Regions from separate parts of the Mus musculus genome. Here region 2 is linked to region 1. A link is a contact called in public promoter capture Hi-C data. All regions are on one chromosome and are shown on one strand. Each heading gives the region's core, a stretch centred on a gene start, on an enhancer-like site or on the middle of the called end of the contact. The rest is flanking DNA. Distances are from core to core; before and after follow the strand shown.

The links. Promoter capture Hi-C pulls out the DNA fragments that hold promoters and counts their contacts.
Region 2: a promoter capture Hi-C map of stem cell-derived epiblast-like cells shows a contact between it and region 1, with 4 times the contacts expected there. The contact joins the promoter of Fabp3 here to the promoter of Ldc1 in region 1. A contact is called at or near these places in 12 of 39 promoter capture datasets (the 3T3-L1 cell line, cranial neural crest, embryonic stem cells and 7 more), 1 of 115 datasets of contacts at active chromatin or transcription factors (embryonic stem cells) and 3 of 9 other capture datasets (adipose tissue, liver and pancreatic islet).

What each region holds. Positions count from the first base shown.
Region 1 is chr4:130,219,099-130,226,937 of GRCm38.p6, reverse strand. It overlaps Ldc1 (leucine decarboxylase 1), which reads left to right and starts at 4,643. Exons shown (of 10, transcript NM_001034872.2): 1 at 4,643-4,774; 2 at 5,147-5,322; 3 at 6,454-6,627; 4 at 7,649-7,821. The coding sequence starts at 5,185.
Region 2 is chr4:130,305,949-130,313,787 of GRCm38.p6, reverse strand. It overlaps Fabp3 (fatty acid binding protein 3, muscle and heart), which reads right to left and starts at 5,050. Exons shown (of 4, transcript NM_010174.2): 1 at 4,938-5,050; 2 at 1,325-1,497. The coding sequence starts at 5,010. Gm10570 (a long non-coding RNA gene) reads left to right here and starts at 6,083. Exons shown (of 4, transcript XR_868203.3): 1 at 6,083-6,165; 2 at 6,304-6,468.

The sequences.
Region 1 (7,839 bases), core at 3,394-5,893:
CATGTCACCCCAACCCACTATCCCATCCCACCCCATTGGATCTCACCCCACCCCACCCCACCCCACCTCACCCCACCCCACCTCACCCCATTCCCACCCCACCTCATCCCTTCTCATCCCACCCCCTTCTCCCTCCTCTCCTTCCTTCCCATTTTTATGTCCTCACAACCCATCCTATCTTATTCCCTCCCACCCTGTTCCCTCCCCTGCCACCTCATTCCTCTCTATCCCATCTCACCTCATCTCACCCTATCCCAATCCATCCTCGGGGCCTTCCTGTCAGATAGAGGCAGAAGCTGGGGCTTTGGGGGCAAAGTACCTACCCAGGTCTAGCCAGGGAGCTGCAGAGCTAGAGATAGGCTCTTCCAGAGTCACCTGGTGGGAGAAGATGGCATCTCCATGGAAATGGGGACCCTTTTCACCTTCTTGTTTAGAACCACAAGCTGGAGGATTTATTCAGCTCCACCATGGTTTGATAGTGGAATTTTGGAAGCCCTGGTGACTAGGGATCCTAGATCCACTGAGCCTCCTCTAGGCTCCTCCTGTTGTCCTGGCTTGGACTCCTGAGTCTCTGGGAGTCTGAGAGCTTTGGCTCCTGATGGGAGAGGAAAGAGCTGGAGGCTCCCAGCTGAGGTTCACTAGCTCTCTCTCCCACAGGAACATCCTGACCCTGTCTGATGGCCAAGGGGACCTTCTGATCAGCTGCTACTAGGCACCTGTCATGATTCAGATTAGGAGGACAGAAAGATGAGTCAGAAGTGTTTGCTATGCAAACATGAGGACTGGACTTCAAGCCAGGCATCCTGCACATGACCATAACTCCAGTTGAAATGGATCCAACATCTTCTGGCTTCTTCACCTGCACAGAACTTCACACCTATATAGCCATGTACACCCAAGCTTGCACACACACACACACACACACACACACACACACACACACACACACTAACACTAACACAGACATAAATAAATATGCACATTTAAATAAATATACACACATTTAAAATACATAAATTGTTTCTAAAAAGGATTCAATATTATATTTTCTTAAGTCCAAAAGCCAAGAAGTCACAGGATCTAAGATTTGAAGAATCAAAATAATACATCCCTAAATCAAAGACACTAGTTAAGTCATACCAATATCAAGTCAAGTAGGCAGGAAGTGAGTCCCACGTCTTCTGATGCCAAGAAGTACCGGGCTTTGTGACTGTGAATTTGTGTTATTCATAAACTGATCTAACCAAATCTCTACTATGCTCTCTATTTGGTCATATGTGAGCTTAAAAGGGTCATTCCCTGTAGATATGTTATTTCATTCTGCTAACTCCTGTATGTTTTATGACTTGTTTTTAAAACTCCTATTTAGAGGCTGGAGAGATGGCTCAGTGCTTAAGAGCATCAGCTGATCTTTCCGAGGGCTCACATTCGATTCTCACCACTGCCTGGTGGCTCTCGACCACCTGCTACTCTGGTTCTGGGGCAGCCAGTGCCCTCTTCTGACCTCTGTGGACACCACACATGCATGTGTTGTGTAGACTTACATGCAGACATGTTGGTGATCTGAGTCTCTCTGGTCTATTAGAGAAAGTAACTCAAGGATGAGTTAAGCCCTGGTGGTGACAGGGAGACCCAGCCTCTGTGGATGGAATGTCAAACAGCTGCCCCAAAGCCTCATTAATGATTGTTACACAGAAGTTAATTTTTTGGAAAAACAAATTCCTCATACCAAAGCTCCTAATCTAATCCATGTTTCCTGAAGAAAAACGTCACACCCATGTAGCTATTGTCCTTGCTGTGCAGTTTGCAGTGCTCAGTAATGCAAGACATCCCAGGTGTCCAGGTCTGGACCATCTCGTGACCAAAGCCATGCAAAGATTGTAAGCTCCTCCAGAAAAACAGCTCCACAGGTAACAGAAACAACCACTGTTTCCTACAAAGATCCCAAGGTCAAAGCACTCCTAGAAAACAACTGTTAATTCTAACGTTTATCCTAGATATAATGATTCTACTAGATTTCCTGCCACACAGACAAAACACCAAACATTAAAATAAAATAAAATAAAATAAAATAAAATAAAGGAGCACATCTAGCTCCCTGAACAACTCCACATTAATTTTATTGGCACAAGCTCTTCTTTTTACCACCCAGTGTGCTCTGTGAGCCTGCCCTTGCTGGGCAGTGGCTACAGTCTCCTGTTCAGAGTCCGGCTCATCTCTTCTTTCCCATGCTCCTAACAGGATGGCAGGTTCTGTGAGTTGGAAAAGCATGCTGTTCCCCTCTGCTTTCATTTTAATCAATGCAGGCGGCTCTAGGACCTCAAAAGACATGTGTGTACATGTGTGTGTGCACACACGTGCATGTGTGTGTGTGTGTGGGTGTGTATGTGGGTGTGTATGTGCACACACGTGCATATGTGTGTGTGTGTGTGTGTGTGTGTGTGTATGTGGGTGTGTATGTGTGTCTCAGGCTGGAGTATTCTGCAGCAGTGGGCATCTAGATAGTAGTATTGGCCCTAAGGTCCTGCATGGTTATTATTTCACAAACTCATTCTTCCTCTTGTCTTCTGAGGTCCCATTTTCCAGATTTAAAAACAAAAAACTGAAGCTCAGAACAGTCAACAGATACACCCACTGTCACATTTTTAGAGTAGGAAGGCAGATTTTGCCATCTGCTATCTTGAGGAAGGAGGACCACAGAAGGGCTGCAGGGAGGAGACAGACTGTAGGAAGAAACCAATGGATAGGTTCATCTCTGGGTTAAGGCCAAACATGTCTCTAGCTTTCCTGTGATAAGGGGACCTGGGCCCTTCCATCAATGGCCAGTGGTATACCCACTCTGTCCTGAGAGGGAGGGTGTAATATAAAGGATAGATGAGATTCAGTTATTTTTTGCTGAAATAATGTTTGGACTTACTTGGGTTGTAGCTTGAAGGTGGAGTGTAAGCCTTCATAAAGTGGTAACTGACATCCTAAAGCTGATCCTGTCCCAAGGTGGTGGTTTCATCCTCGGAGGGACCTCAGGTCACAGGCCTTAGAGGCTCTCAGGGAAAGAGAGGGTTAGGAGAGGTAGGTGGGACAAGTTGGAGCGACATGGACAAGTTTACCATCCCACTTAAGTAGGTATCAGACAGCAAGAGTTGCCATGAGATCCCAGCACACTCTTCAGCCAGCTGGGCCACCTGATACTAGAGTTTGGGGGTTTCAATTCTACATCAAGGCTTACCTGCTCTATAGTGTGACTTGGACATCTCTAGGGAAGAAGGGAAAGGGTTTCTGGGCTCTCCTGCTTTTGAAGGTAGCCAGTGCTTGCTTTCCATAGGCATCCCCATCTACCCTGAACACCTGTCAGTGCACACCTTGGAAGGTGTGATCCCGCCTGAAGGTTGGGGCTGAAGGTGGGTTTCCTGTACCCTGAGATCTTGTTGGGACTGGATTTCCTCAAAAATATTGCCCTAAAACCCAGATAGCAACATCGTCTGGGCTCTCTGAAAAAGAGAAAGTAGGTCATGATGGCCATAGGATGAGTCATGTGGAAAAGGGTCATGAACACAGTCCCTACTATAGACCAGAAGCTGTGGGGTGGTGAGCTGTGATAGGCAGCCTGGTCCCTGGTTGAGCTCAGGCTTAAAACCCGGGTGACCCAGCAGGTGACTGTGCCTGCAAGGAAAGGCAGACTTTTGGCCACACCCCTTAGGCTCCTGTCTCCTGTCACGTAGCTACAGCCTCTCATAGCCACCCCCCTCCCCCCATACCCCCTACCCCCACCCCTCTGCCTCGGAGAGGTCTGTGGCCATCAGTCATGTAGGAGCAGCACCAAGCCCTCCCACATGCAGCTCTCAGGCCAAGCCAATGAGAAGAACCTGCTGTCAGACCCTGACCCACCCCACAACTGTATATAAGAACCCTATCTAGGAGGAATAAAGGTGTGAGAACTACTCCATCATCTGAGAGCTTCTGTCATAAGAGCTGTAACACTGCCGCTTGGGAAGAAGTCTGCTCTCGAAGCATCACCTGAAGCTCCCCTGCACTCCTCACTGGCTAGTCAGCCTCTCCTTGGCCCAGCTCATCACCTTGGGGCCCAGCAGCTGGTCTTGAACAAGAGTTGTCAATCTTGGTAAAGAGGGAGGGTAATTCCCACCCCTTCTATTACTGGTCATTACTGGTACCCAAGAAGGCTTTCTGTTTCAGATTGGGAGGCCATCAGACCTGGCTTTCCCAGGGCCTCTTCTGGGTGAGTTCTGCTGTTCTTGTAGCTCTGCTTCCCTGACACTCAGGGTTTCACCCTCAACCAAGCCATCATCTGGGGCTGAAGTCATCTGCCTCCAGCTTTGCTGTATGGATGGCTGCCTTCCTGCACCTCTGTTTTAAGACATAAAAATACCAGAGTTCTAATCCTTTCTTTGCCAGACATGATTTCTGTGCATTCCTTTAATTCCACCCCTTTAATCTCTTTAATCCGATTTAGGGCCAGAGTAACTGAGTAACTGAGTAACTGAGTAAGGGATTAACTGGAGTAACTGAGAGAGCAACGGTGGAGACAGAGGTGGAGCCAGCTACAGCAGTGGAGGCAACAGAGACAACTCCTCCTTTCTGCTTGCATTCTCTCCTCTTTGCCTGAACCCTCGTACCCGGCTGGGCCAGAGATCTCTGTGGAAAGTCTCCAGTACACAGGCCCACAAGAAGCCCTGTGGCTGCTGGGGACCCCACTTTAGTCTGAGGGTTCTCTGGCTGTTCCAGGGAACCCCAGGTGCCACCAACTACTCAACCTGAGGCAAGTCCCTTTCTTTCCGTGTTGGACATAGGTCTCACTTCTAATCTCTTGTGACTGATCTAGAGTTGGATTCTGCCATTCTATTGCATCTCCATTTCTCATCTTGAGTGGGAGGGTGTGGGAAGGGGCCTGGAGGAGAGTCACACACTCTCTTCTGAGGGAATGGTTGCTGTGGCTTGCTTGTCATCTGCCATCAGTGGCTCAGGCCACGTGCTATCAGCGGTCTACTATAAAGCTTGAAAAGATCAGTAGGACTAGGTGGAGTTCATGGGACTTAATGGGACCCAGGCTTCAGTGACTTGGCTGTCCTAGCTATGGGAGGGACAGGAGGAAAAGACTGGGTCCACAGAGCTGTCCTTTCTATGGTGCCAGGACTGTGCCCAACAGACACCTCAACTAGAGTCTCAAGGATGAACACCCCCTCTGAGGTCAAGAAGGATCTGCTGGGAGTTGCAGAACACCTGAGGCCATCAGAGCCCATCACCTTGGGGCCAGGGGCATCTGCCTGGCAGCTGGTCTTGAAGAAGATCAAGGAGTTGTCCATCTCGGTAAGGAGGGAGGGTAATTCCCACCTCTTCCATTACTGGTCATTACTGCTGCCTGTTTCCTGTTTCAGATTGGGAGGCCATCAGACCTGGCTTTCCCAGGGCTGGGTGAGTTCTGCTGTTCTTGTAGCTCTGCTTCCCTGACACTCAGGGTTTCACCCTCAACCAAGCCATCATCTGGGGCTGAAGTCATCTGCCTCCAGCTTTGCTGTACGGATGGCTGCCTTCCTGCACCTCTGTTTCAAGATGTGAAAAGATCAAAGCTCTAATCCTTTCTTTGCCACACACGATTTCCTTGCATTCCTTTAATCCCAGCACTCAGGAGACAGAGGCAGGTGGATCTCTGTACATTCAAAGTCAGTCTGGTCTACATAGCAAGTTCCAGGACAGCTAGGGCTACATAGAGAGACCCTGTCTCAAAACAAAACAACGCCGGGTGTGGTGGCGCACACCTTTAATCCCAGCACTCGGGAGGCAGAGGCAGGTGGATTTCTGAGTTCGAGGCCAGCCTGGTCTACAAAGTGAGCTCCAGGACAGCCAGGGCTATACAGAGAAACCCTGTCTCAAAACAAAACAACAACAACAAAAAGAAAGAAAGAAAAGAATGAAAGAGAGAGAGAGAGAGAGAAGGAAGAAAGGAAGAAAGGAAGGAAGGAAGGGAAAGGAAGGAAGAAAGAAAGAAAGAAAGAAAGAAAGAAAGAAAGAAAGAAAGAAAGAAGGAAAGAAAGAAAGAAAGAAAGAAAGAAAGAAAGAAAGAAAGAAAGAAAGAAAGAAAGGAAGAAAGGAAGAAAGAAAGAGAAAGATAAAAATGAAAAAAGAAAATCAAATCTTCTCTTTGTTATATTCTTGCTGTGTGTCCTTGAGCCTGTTTTCCCTGGCCCTAAAAAAGAAGAAACAAGTTAGATGTGGTGGTATACACTTGTAATTCCAGCACCAAGGAGACAACAGCAGAAGCCTAGGCTATAATAGTAAGAGCTCATCTAAACAAACAAACAAACAAACAAACAAACAACAAAGTGAATTGCCAAGAAAGGAAAAGAAAGTCAGAGGAAGAGTAATGATTTCGTCATAAAGTGGAGAGGCCCTGAGGACCTAACCCATCCCCCATCTCCCTCTCTTGTCCTTGCCTAACAGGGCCGCCAAGATGCCTTCATGGTGGCTGACCTGGATGTGCTGGTCAGCCGCCATCGGACCTTCCTCCAGGCCCTGCCCAGAGTCCAGCCCTTCTATGCAGTCAAGTGTAACAGCAACCCCTGGGTGCTGCTCGTCTTGGCTGCCCTGGGCACCGGCTTTGACTGTGCCAGCCAGGTGAGCCTGTGCTAGCTTGCCAATCACCTCTCCACGGCCTGTCACTTTCTGGAGAAATATTGCCGATGGTCAGGAGTTCAGGAAGGGGGCACTCTGGCCCCCAAGATGGTACCGGGTGTGTTGAGGACTTGAGACTTTGTTGTTGCTGCTGTTGGTTTTCGTTTGTTCTAAGACTGAGGCTAACGTAGTCCAGGCTAGGTTAGAATTCACTCTGTAGCCGAAGATGAACTTCTGATCTCCCAGACACAGTTTCTCAGTGCTGATTGGACCCAGGGCTTTGTGCATGCTACACAAGCAAGATACCAACCGAGCTACAGCCCGTCCCTTCGGATGCTTTTTAATGAATAAATGAGCAGATTGCTACAGTCGGCCTTGTACTTAGCCATGTGACAAGACCAAACAGCCTGAACTAGCGAGCAGGTTCCTTCTTGGCATAGCCAAACACCCTTCTGAGCCTCAGTTTCTCCCGCTTTAAAATGGGACCAACACTTAGTGAAATCGAGGACATGACCATTTGTAGGAAGGGTTGAGAAGAAGGGTTTTACTATAGATATGGAGGGAGAGAGCAGCCAGGGTGTCTGGAAGAGTCCAGTCTGAGCATGGCCTGCAGAATAGGCCAGGCCATGAGAGGAGGGAAGGGGAGGAGGAGGAAGAGAGGAAGAGAAGAGAAAGAGAAGAGGTCAAGAGGACCAAGAGGGCACATGGGAACCAGGAGCATGTGTAGCCAAATCGCTGAGGTATATGGGAATCAGACGCTATGGGGAGAGAAGCAAGGCCCAGGCCCTGACTTGGAGAGGTTTAGGGAAGGAGGCAGAAGGAGAGGTCCCAGGAGAGCCTCAGGTACTGAGGGAGACTTGTCTGGAGTTTCTCTGGGACTTGATACTCTCCCAGTGAAGGGCTTGGTTCCACGAGGGGCTCCTTGGAAGATTTCCCACTAGTTCAGGCTAAGGTCCTGTCCCCAGAGAGTCAGGAAAGGTGGGAGCAGGGGGCAGTCCCAACTCTGGCTTTTTCCCCATGCCAGGGAGAGCTGGAACAAGTGCTGGGCTTGGGCGTGGCCCCCTCCAGAATCATCTTCGCCAACCCCTGCAAGGCCGTCTCCCACATCCAGTTCGCAGCCCGCTGTGGGGTGCAGCTTCTGACCTTCGACAATGAGGAGGAACTGATTAAGCTGGCCCGGTACCACCCGAGGGCTAGGTGAGATGGCAGACGTTC
Region 2 (7,839 bases), core at 3,801-6,300, 86 kb before region 1:
GCCTTGATATATTGGCAAATTAGACTTTTGTTTCTACCATGTGACCTCCCTTAACTGGCAAAAGAGCGGCAATTGCAAGGTCCTTGGACCAAGGACCCAGGCATCCTTGGAGTGTTCTCTAGCTCTAGCTCCAGTGACCATTCGGTCCTTGGTGCTGCCAGCCTATCTCAGCTAGTTCGTGTTGGGCAGCTGCCCCAAATCTATCTGCTTTAGGAATTTGGGAGTTGCAGGTCAGAAGGAGAGCTAAGCAGGGTTTGTCGGTAGGAGTCTAGAAAGGTGATGGCTGTCACTCATCTCTTTCCTGTCTATATTCCACCTTCTGGAATCTTCATTCCCCATTGTCCAGACATCCCAGTGGACCACTGTTATATTTAATGTGAAATCTGGTCTCTCAAGGAAGATGGCAAGTTCAAAGATGTAGGTAGGTGGGACATGTGGTGGAGCAGGGTGCAGCAGGGCGCCTTCCCCATCTTCACGGCCAGCTTGCTGTGTGGTCCTGGGCTGGGCTTTAGCGCCTCTGTAACTGCAAGACTGGTTGGTACCTACCCTGTTCTTTCTGGGGGCAACTGTGAGGAGGAAAGAGCTGAAGAGATGAATTTTAGGGTTGTGATGTAGAGGATACTGTATAAGGACAACCTATAGATACAGATGTTACTTAGTTCTGTGCGTGGCCCAGTGCTGGGAGATTTTGAGCAAGCTGCTAAGAAGATAACCACCATGAGATAACTGAGCATCACTGGAGGTAGACACTCCCTCCCATACCCTTAAATAAATACTTGAAGAGACTATGGACACCCAACAGCACTCCTGTTGGTAAACGCAGGTGCCTGTCAACTGGTGGCACTGGAAACAGTTTGTTCCGGTCAGTGGTCTAGCCTGGGAGCTACAGAGCAGGAAACCTGTGGATAGAACTCAGCTTGTTGTTCCCAGCTGCCTCCTCTGCTGCCAGAGCCAGGATGACCTCGCTGTAGAGCACTGACTTCTGGGCATCATTCCTAAAACACTTCAGGTCACAGCCATGGCTGCTGATGTCCTCAGAGCCACTGGGTACCTTGGTGTACAAGGTCACCCAGCTGGAGCTGGAGGCACAAGGTCGGAAGAATATCTTGGCTCTGCTGCCCACTCCAGTGACAGCTGATAGATCCTTCCCAGGAAGGTGAGAAGAAAACAGGCCAGAGCTTATACTTAGTCCCTGGGCCATCGCAGCACTGAGCAGGCTTTATGAACCTGCCCCTTGGGGTTAAAAAGCCAAGGAGCTAAGAGGGCCAGCCTCTTACCCTGTGGTGTTCCATCCAGTGCCCTCCATCCCCTTTCTCTGACTCACCTTGACCTTCCGGTCATCTGCTGTCACCTCGTCGAACTCTATTCCCAGCTGAAAGTTGATCTCTGTGTTCTTGAAGGTACTTTGTGTCTTTATGGTGATAGTATCCCCGTTCTTCTCGATGATGGTAGTAGGCTTGGTCATGCTAGCCACCTGCCTGGTGGCAAAGCCCACACCTAAGGGCAGGGGCAGATAGTTGAGGACACATTAGGTAGGGTAGAGACGTGTTATATAGACCCAAAGAGAAGTTTGTGGCCTAGGCATGGGGAAGGCGATCCTCAGTGGCCCACGTCTTTGTGTGGGGCCATTTTCTCATTCCCTTAGCTCTTTCCCTTAGCTCGGCAGCTGTTAAACTCATGTCAAATATGAGACATGTGGATGCAGGGCAGGGTCGGCAACAGCGGCAAGGAAGGTACCATGGGGTGTGAGCCACATAGCCAGCCCCTCACGCAGTCCTGCCCCTGGAAGATTTTGTAGATGTGAACAGGGTCACAATTCAGATGGAAGCTGCTAAGCACTGTGTCGCTCCAGAGCTGGGTACCCGCTGGCTTCTAGTCTCCTGAACACACAGAACAGGACTGAAGAACCAAGAGATCGTCAACTGCCTTCTAGAGTCCCCTGGACAAGGGTCGTCTCCCATTTCCACCCAGAAAACTGAGACAGCAGTGCTCTCTGCCGTCTGTATGGCAGCGTCAGTTTCAAAGCCTCCTGGTTAGAGATACAAAGGAGTCTTGTCTACCACAGACGTAGAGGGCTGAAAAAAGTAGCGACAACTGCATGACTTGGAAGTCCCTGGGGAGACTCCTGACATAATCATTGGATCTGAGTCCTAGGCAAGGTCCCAGGTGTCCCTCAAGCAGGTAAAGTTCACAGACCCCTTGGGTCAAGCCTTTGGTGCTTTGGGTTAGTAGCTTTCCTGGAATCTTCCATGGTTGACTACCTGTCGTCTGGCCCCAGCACACTCTGAGCCATCCTCAGCGATGTGGCAGGAGGCAGCCCAATATAAGGCTATGGTATTGTGCATCTGCTGCAAGCTGTGCACACTGCACAAGCTCTAAGTGGTGGCCAAGTATCCTTGGGACAGCCCTAAACCTAAGCTTTATAGTTTCCATTTACAAACGAGGCTGAGACACGGTGCTGTCTTAGCCAAAGTCAAACGGGCCAAGCATGGTGACTCCCCTAGAATCTCACTCAAGAGGCAGGGGACTGGAGCAGGGGAAATGCCGAGAATTCAAGGCCAGCTTGGGCTGCGTAGCTCCAGAGTATGGGCTATAGTGAAACCCTGTCTCAAAAAGGCTAAGTAAATAAATAATCCGAGTTTAGTGACATAGATTCCCAAACTCTCTTTTAGTCTCACTATATCATTCTTGGAATAACATACTCTACCCTTCAAGCCACCATCTGTGCTTGAAGTCACTTAAACTAGGCTGGGCTGCTTTGTCCTAAGAACCTTTGGTTCTATAGGATAAGTCAGGAGCTTTGGCTACACAGCAAGAAGTGAGAGGCTTGGCTTTGCCTACTGGTATCTGTGTGAGTTGGGCTTCAGCAGTGAACCAAGCTGTTTTCCCAGGACCCACCTACAGGTAGGTGTAGGGTGCCAGTGAAGCCAGTTACTGCTGGAAGCTGGGGTGCATCTAGACTTTACTGGCCTTCAGCCTGTCGATATTTTTAGGCTAAATAGAATTTCAGTCCCCTGACTAAAGCTGGGTTCAGCACCCACAGAACAATGGCCTGAAGACAACATGCCCTGAGGCAAAAAGAAGTCTAGGAAGGCAGCGGCAGCTCAGTGAAACAGAACTAAGCCCAGGTAATCTAGTACTCCCTAACTTGACAGCCAACTAGCTGGGTGTGGGCTCATACCTCTAACCCCAGTGCGGGAGAGGCAGAGACAACAGGACCTGGTCTCCTTAGGGAGTTCCAGGAGAGCCAGGGATACACAGTAAAACCCTGTCTTAAAAGACAAGACCAGCTGCCTTCCTGGAGAGCCTCAGGGTAGGGTAGGTGCCGGTGGGAGCCCTGTCTGGAGATGTGGTTCAGCAGTCGCAGTGCTTGCTTAGCACGGGCAAAGGGCCTTGGGTTCCATTCCCCAAACCAAAAGGACAAATTGCTTTGTGGGCCTGTTTCAGAGAAGAGCTGGAAGTAGGTGAGAGGCAACTACACACATCCCTCAACATGTCCGATTCCAGCCCTCCTTCCCGGGGAAGACGGAGTGGAAGCTAGCTCAGGCATGACACAGTCCTGTTTTCCCTGCCCCAGCCTCCTAGACCAGGATGATATAGCCAGGGACTCCGCAGGTAGAGGTCTTTATCTAAGCTCAAGGCAAGAAAGGAAGGGCTGGGGCCGTCTTGGATAAGTGGTTCATGTGACATTCCCCACTGTTGAAATGGGAAGAACTCTAGGTAGTTCTGGGTTCTCAACTATTTGGAAGGCCGAGATGGCAGGTTACAAGATCAAAGCCAACCTGGGGAAGTTAGTGAGAACCTGTTACACAGAGTAAAAAGAGGGTGTGTGTGTGTGTGTGTGTGAGTGGGGAGTATAACTCAGCAGTAGGGGGCATGCACAAGGCTCTAGTTCAGTCTTCAAAAAGAAATCCTGGGCTTTCCTATGAGGCGATGAGCTCATGTGTCCCAAGCTGTCTTCCTATTAAGTAAATCATGGGACTCTTCCTTTCTTTTTTTTTTCAAGACATGGTTTCTCTGTGTAGTCCTGGCTGTCCTGGAATTCTCTCTGTATAGACCAGGCCTAGAACTCGGGAGATTCACCTGCCTCTGCTTCCCAGAGTGCTGGTTAAAGGCGTTGTGTCACCGCCCACACCACACAATTTCCCCAGCCCCAAGCCACACTCTCCCTTCATAGCTCTTCACCTTTCTTCTGACACCCTCTGCTCGATCCCAGGCTTTCTTCACCCTATCCCCAGCACTGATCCGGTGGCCGACTGGTGCGGCCGGGAAGCCTATGTGTAGTGGTCGTCTTGCCCTGCTCTAGCAGCAGCGTCTCCGACTGATCCCAGGGGTGGCTGCACACACTGTAGGTGAAGGTCAGGCTGGTGAGAACCAGGGCATCTTCCAGAGAGAGGCCTCTTCACTACCCCAACATGGAGGGGTAGGGCTTGTTGCTGACTGCCTGGCTGTATCTTCACCTCTTCCCAGATGGAATTCACTGATTTTCTTTAGTCTTCCTCCAGGCTCTGTACACTCCTATCTGCTCTATTCCCTTTCGGAATTCAATTTCTGGACCACCATGCTCCTCTTTGCCTTCTCCTGCGGCCAGCCTCCCGCCCTTCTTTCCCTCCCCTTTCCACCTCCGGATCACCTACACTGCTTCCTAGAAAGCCTCCCATCCCGGACCTCTGCGGCCACAGCTGCCTCTACCCTTCCCCTCCAGCTACGAGGCTCGCCAAGCTTGGACCGCGACACCCCCCTCCCAGGAGGCCGGGGTGGGGTGGGGTGGAGTGGAGTGGCTTCAGCCCAGGCCACCCTCCGCACCTCAGTATTCCCTGTCTGGACTGGCTAGGAGCTTGCGGGAGGCACATGGGGGCACTCCCCCTGGGAGCTCAGCGCCAAGACCGCCTTGCCGGCCCTCCTGACCCTAGATCCTGCGCCGTTCGTTCGCTCACCGAGTGACTTCATGTAGTCATCAAAATTCTTGCTGTCCACTAGCTTCCAGGTACCGACAAAGGCGTCCGCCATGGTGCGATGAGTGAGGAGGCGAGCAGGCACTGAGAACCGCAGCTCCCGGCTGGACAGCCTCTTTAAATAGCCCTCGCATCACATGATGAAAGTGGCCCACACCCCTCGCTCCCGAAATAGGAAGCCGGGGCTTGCACTCCCGCAAAGGGCTGGGGCCCATCCCCCACAGCCCTCCCGTCGCCTACGTCAGCGGCGCCCGCGGTCCTGTTGGTGCCATCTAACCCATCCCTGGCCTGGCTGCGGGGCGCTTCCCGCAACCCAAGTAGAGCATCCCCCGGCCATACTGAAAGGAAACTCGCCCTTGAGCTGGTGCCACGCTGGAGAAACGCCGCTTGATCCTTCTGCCGCCTTGTTTTTTAATTCGCTGTGGTTTTATTCTTATATTGTGTATGCTCGTGTAGGCGTACTTATGGGGAAGGGGTGGGAGACTGGGGCGTTCGTTGTAACTCGCGGGAGTCCCTTCTCTGCTTCCACCGTGTGGGTCCCACGTATCAAACTGGGGTTGTCAAGGCTTGACAGCAAGGGCCTTTACCCAAAAACCCATCTCAACGGTCCTATGTCCTCTTCTTGTAGAAGAGGCTCAGAGGCTCGGAGAGGAATGACGCGGTCGCCGTAAGTAAAAAAGAATTGGAGCCTGGACAGAGAGCATGGTCTAGTGGCCTTTGAGCCCTCTTGCTCCTACCAGACAAGTGGAAAAGAGTTGCCTTGGACACCGCGGATGGCTGAGCTGCCCAGCGCCTCACCTGCTGGCGGAGAACGTGACCTTGCTTCCCTCATGCTAGCCCCACACGTGCTAGCCCCTCCCTGCGGAATGTCTCCCGCCTGCGCCTTTCTCCGCAGTCCCACCCGTCGCCGCTGCCTGAAAGCGCTTCAGGCTTTATTTACTGACCTCTGAGCTTGTGCCAGGGTCGTTCTTCACTCCGCGAAGACAATTTGTCTATTCAGAGGGTTCTTCCGGCCTCGGCCACCTTAACTCCCGGAAAGCCGCGACCCTCTGCTGAAGTCAGTTTTTTCCCCTGACTTCTGCCACTAGACTGCTTGTCACCTTAAAGTACGTTATTAAATAAGACCCGACTATTGATGGTTGTAGCCTACTTCAGGGCATGGTCACACTCAACTTTTTCGTTGGTAGGTGGTATCATCCCCTTTTTACAGGTGAGTAAGGGAACCTCAGTGGAGCCTATTCCTTAGTTCAGCAGTTTCTGTTTAATTATTACCAAGTCAGCATCTCAATGTGTAGCAGGGGTTGACCTTGAACTAAAGATTCTCCTGCCTCTGTCTCCTGGGTTACAGCTGTGTGCCGCTGCTCTGGCTTGAGCCAACAGTTAATACGGCACCTGCACCTGGAGGCAAGAGATTCCTGAGTTGGGGGCCAGTCTGAGCCAAGGCAAGATACTCTCTCAAAGTAAGCTCCTGGTTTGTGCGGGCCCTGCTTTGGAGAAGTCCACATGGATCAAGGTACAGGCTAAAGTACTCCCTCTGGGAGTGACTCTAGGAGGGACCTGTCCTGACTTGGGGATTCAGAGGAAGAGGGACATAAATGAATTTCTGAGCTCTCTACACGGGACGGAGTGGTAAGCACAGAACTTTGGCCTCTAGAAGGTTGTGCAGGGTAGTCATTCCGGAACGGTTACCAGAGCTCTGGAGCCTGACCAGTATACCTGCAGTGTGGTGAGGCCTCCTTCCTGGGCCTCTGTCCCCGTGGAAGTTCCTTTCTCCCACCCATGGGCTGTTCTGGGAAGGAGGCCAGTGAGGAAAAGTCCTCTCACCCCTGTCTTGATTCCTTTGGAGAGTCTAGTTGCCAAAAGGCTGAGAGGTCCAATTCTGCCAAAGCTACAGGGACGGGCCTCAGGGCTGGGCCTGGAGCCCTGGTGACCTCAGCGATAGAGCAGGTGCCAAGGGAGGGAGGGCATGGGATGGTTTCTGATTCAAGGTCACAGGCTTTAGGCAAGGAGCCTCTTCTCTCAAAGCCTGAGAGGCCTGAGACCCAGGGACCAGAGCAGTCTGCTTACATGGAGTGTGGAATGTAGTGCTGGAGATCTGGGGCTGGCGGACAGCTGCTGGCAAAAAGATCTGTGTTCTAGACCCGATCACAGCTATACTAGCCATGCCATGTGGTCTTGAGCAGTTCACTTAAGTCACTTGGAATCAGTTTCATCTTTGAAATGGGAGATATTTGGAAATCATTAGAGAAAATACATTAAAAACTCTGGTTTTGTTTTTTTTGTTTTTGTTTTTTTTTTTTTTTGACAGAATCTCTTTATTTAGCCCTGGCTACCCTGGAACTTACTATGTGGACCAGGATAGCCTCAAACTCAGAGATCTACTGGCCTCTGCCTCCTGAGTGCTGGGATTAAAGTCATGCACCATCACCTGGCCCTGATCTTCTTTCTTTTCTTCCTCCTCTCCCTTCTTCTTCTTCTTCTTCCTCCTCCCCCTCCCCCTCCCCCTCCCCCTCCTCCTCCTCCTCCTCCTCCTTTTCCTTCTCCCTAAGACTGGGTCTCTCTATGCAACCCTGGCTATCCTGGAACTCACTCTGTAGACCAGGCTGGCCTCTGCCTCCCAAATGCTGGGATTAAAGGCGTGCACCATCACCTAGCCAGTTTGCTTTCAAGAATAGCCACTGAAAGGAGATAAGATAGCTCAGTGGGGTAAGGTGCTTACCATGCACACATTCAGCACCCACATAAAAACCAGGTATGGTTGTTCATGCTGTAACCTCAGCACTGAACAGGGCACACAGACAGGTGGATCCTGGGTAAGGGTGCTTGCTGGTAAGTCCATGTAGCAGAAATGGCAGGCTCCTAAGTTCAGTGAGAAGCCCTGTTT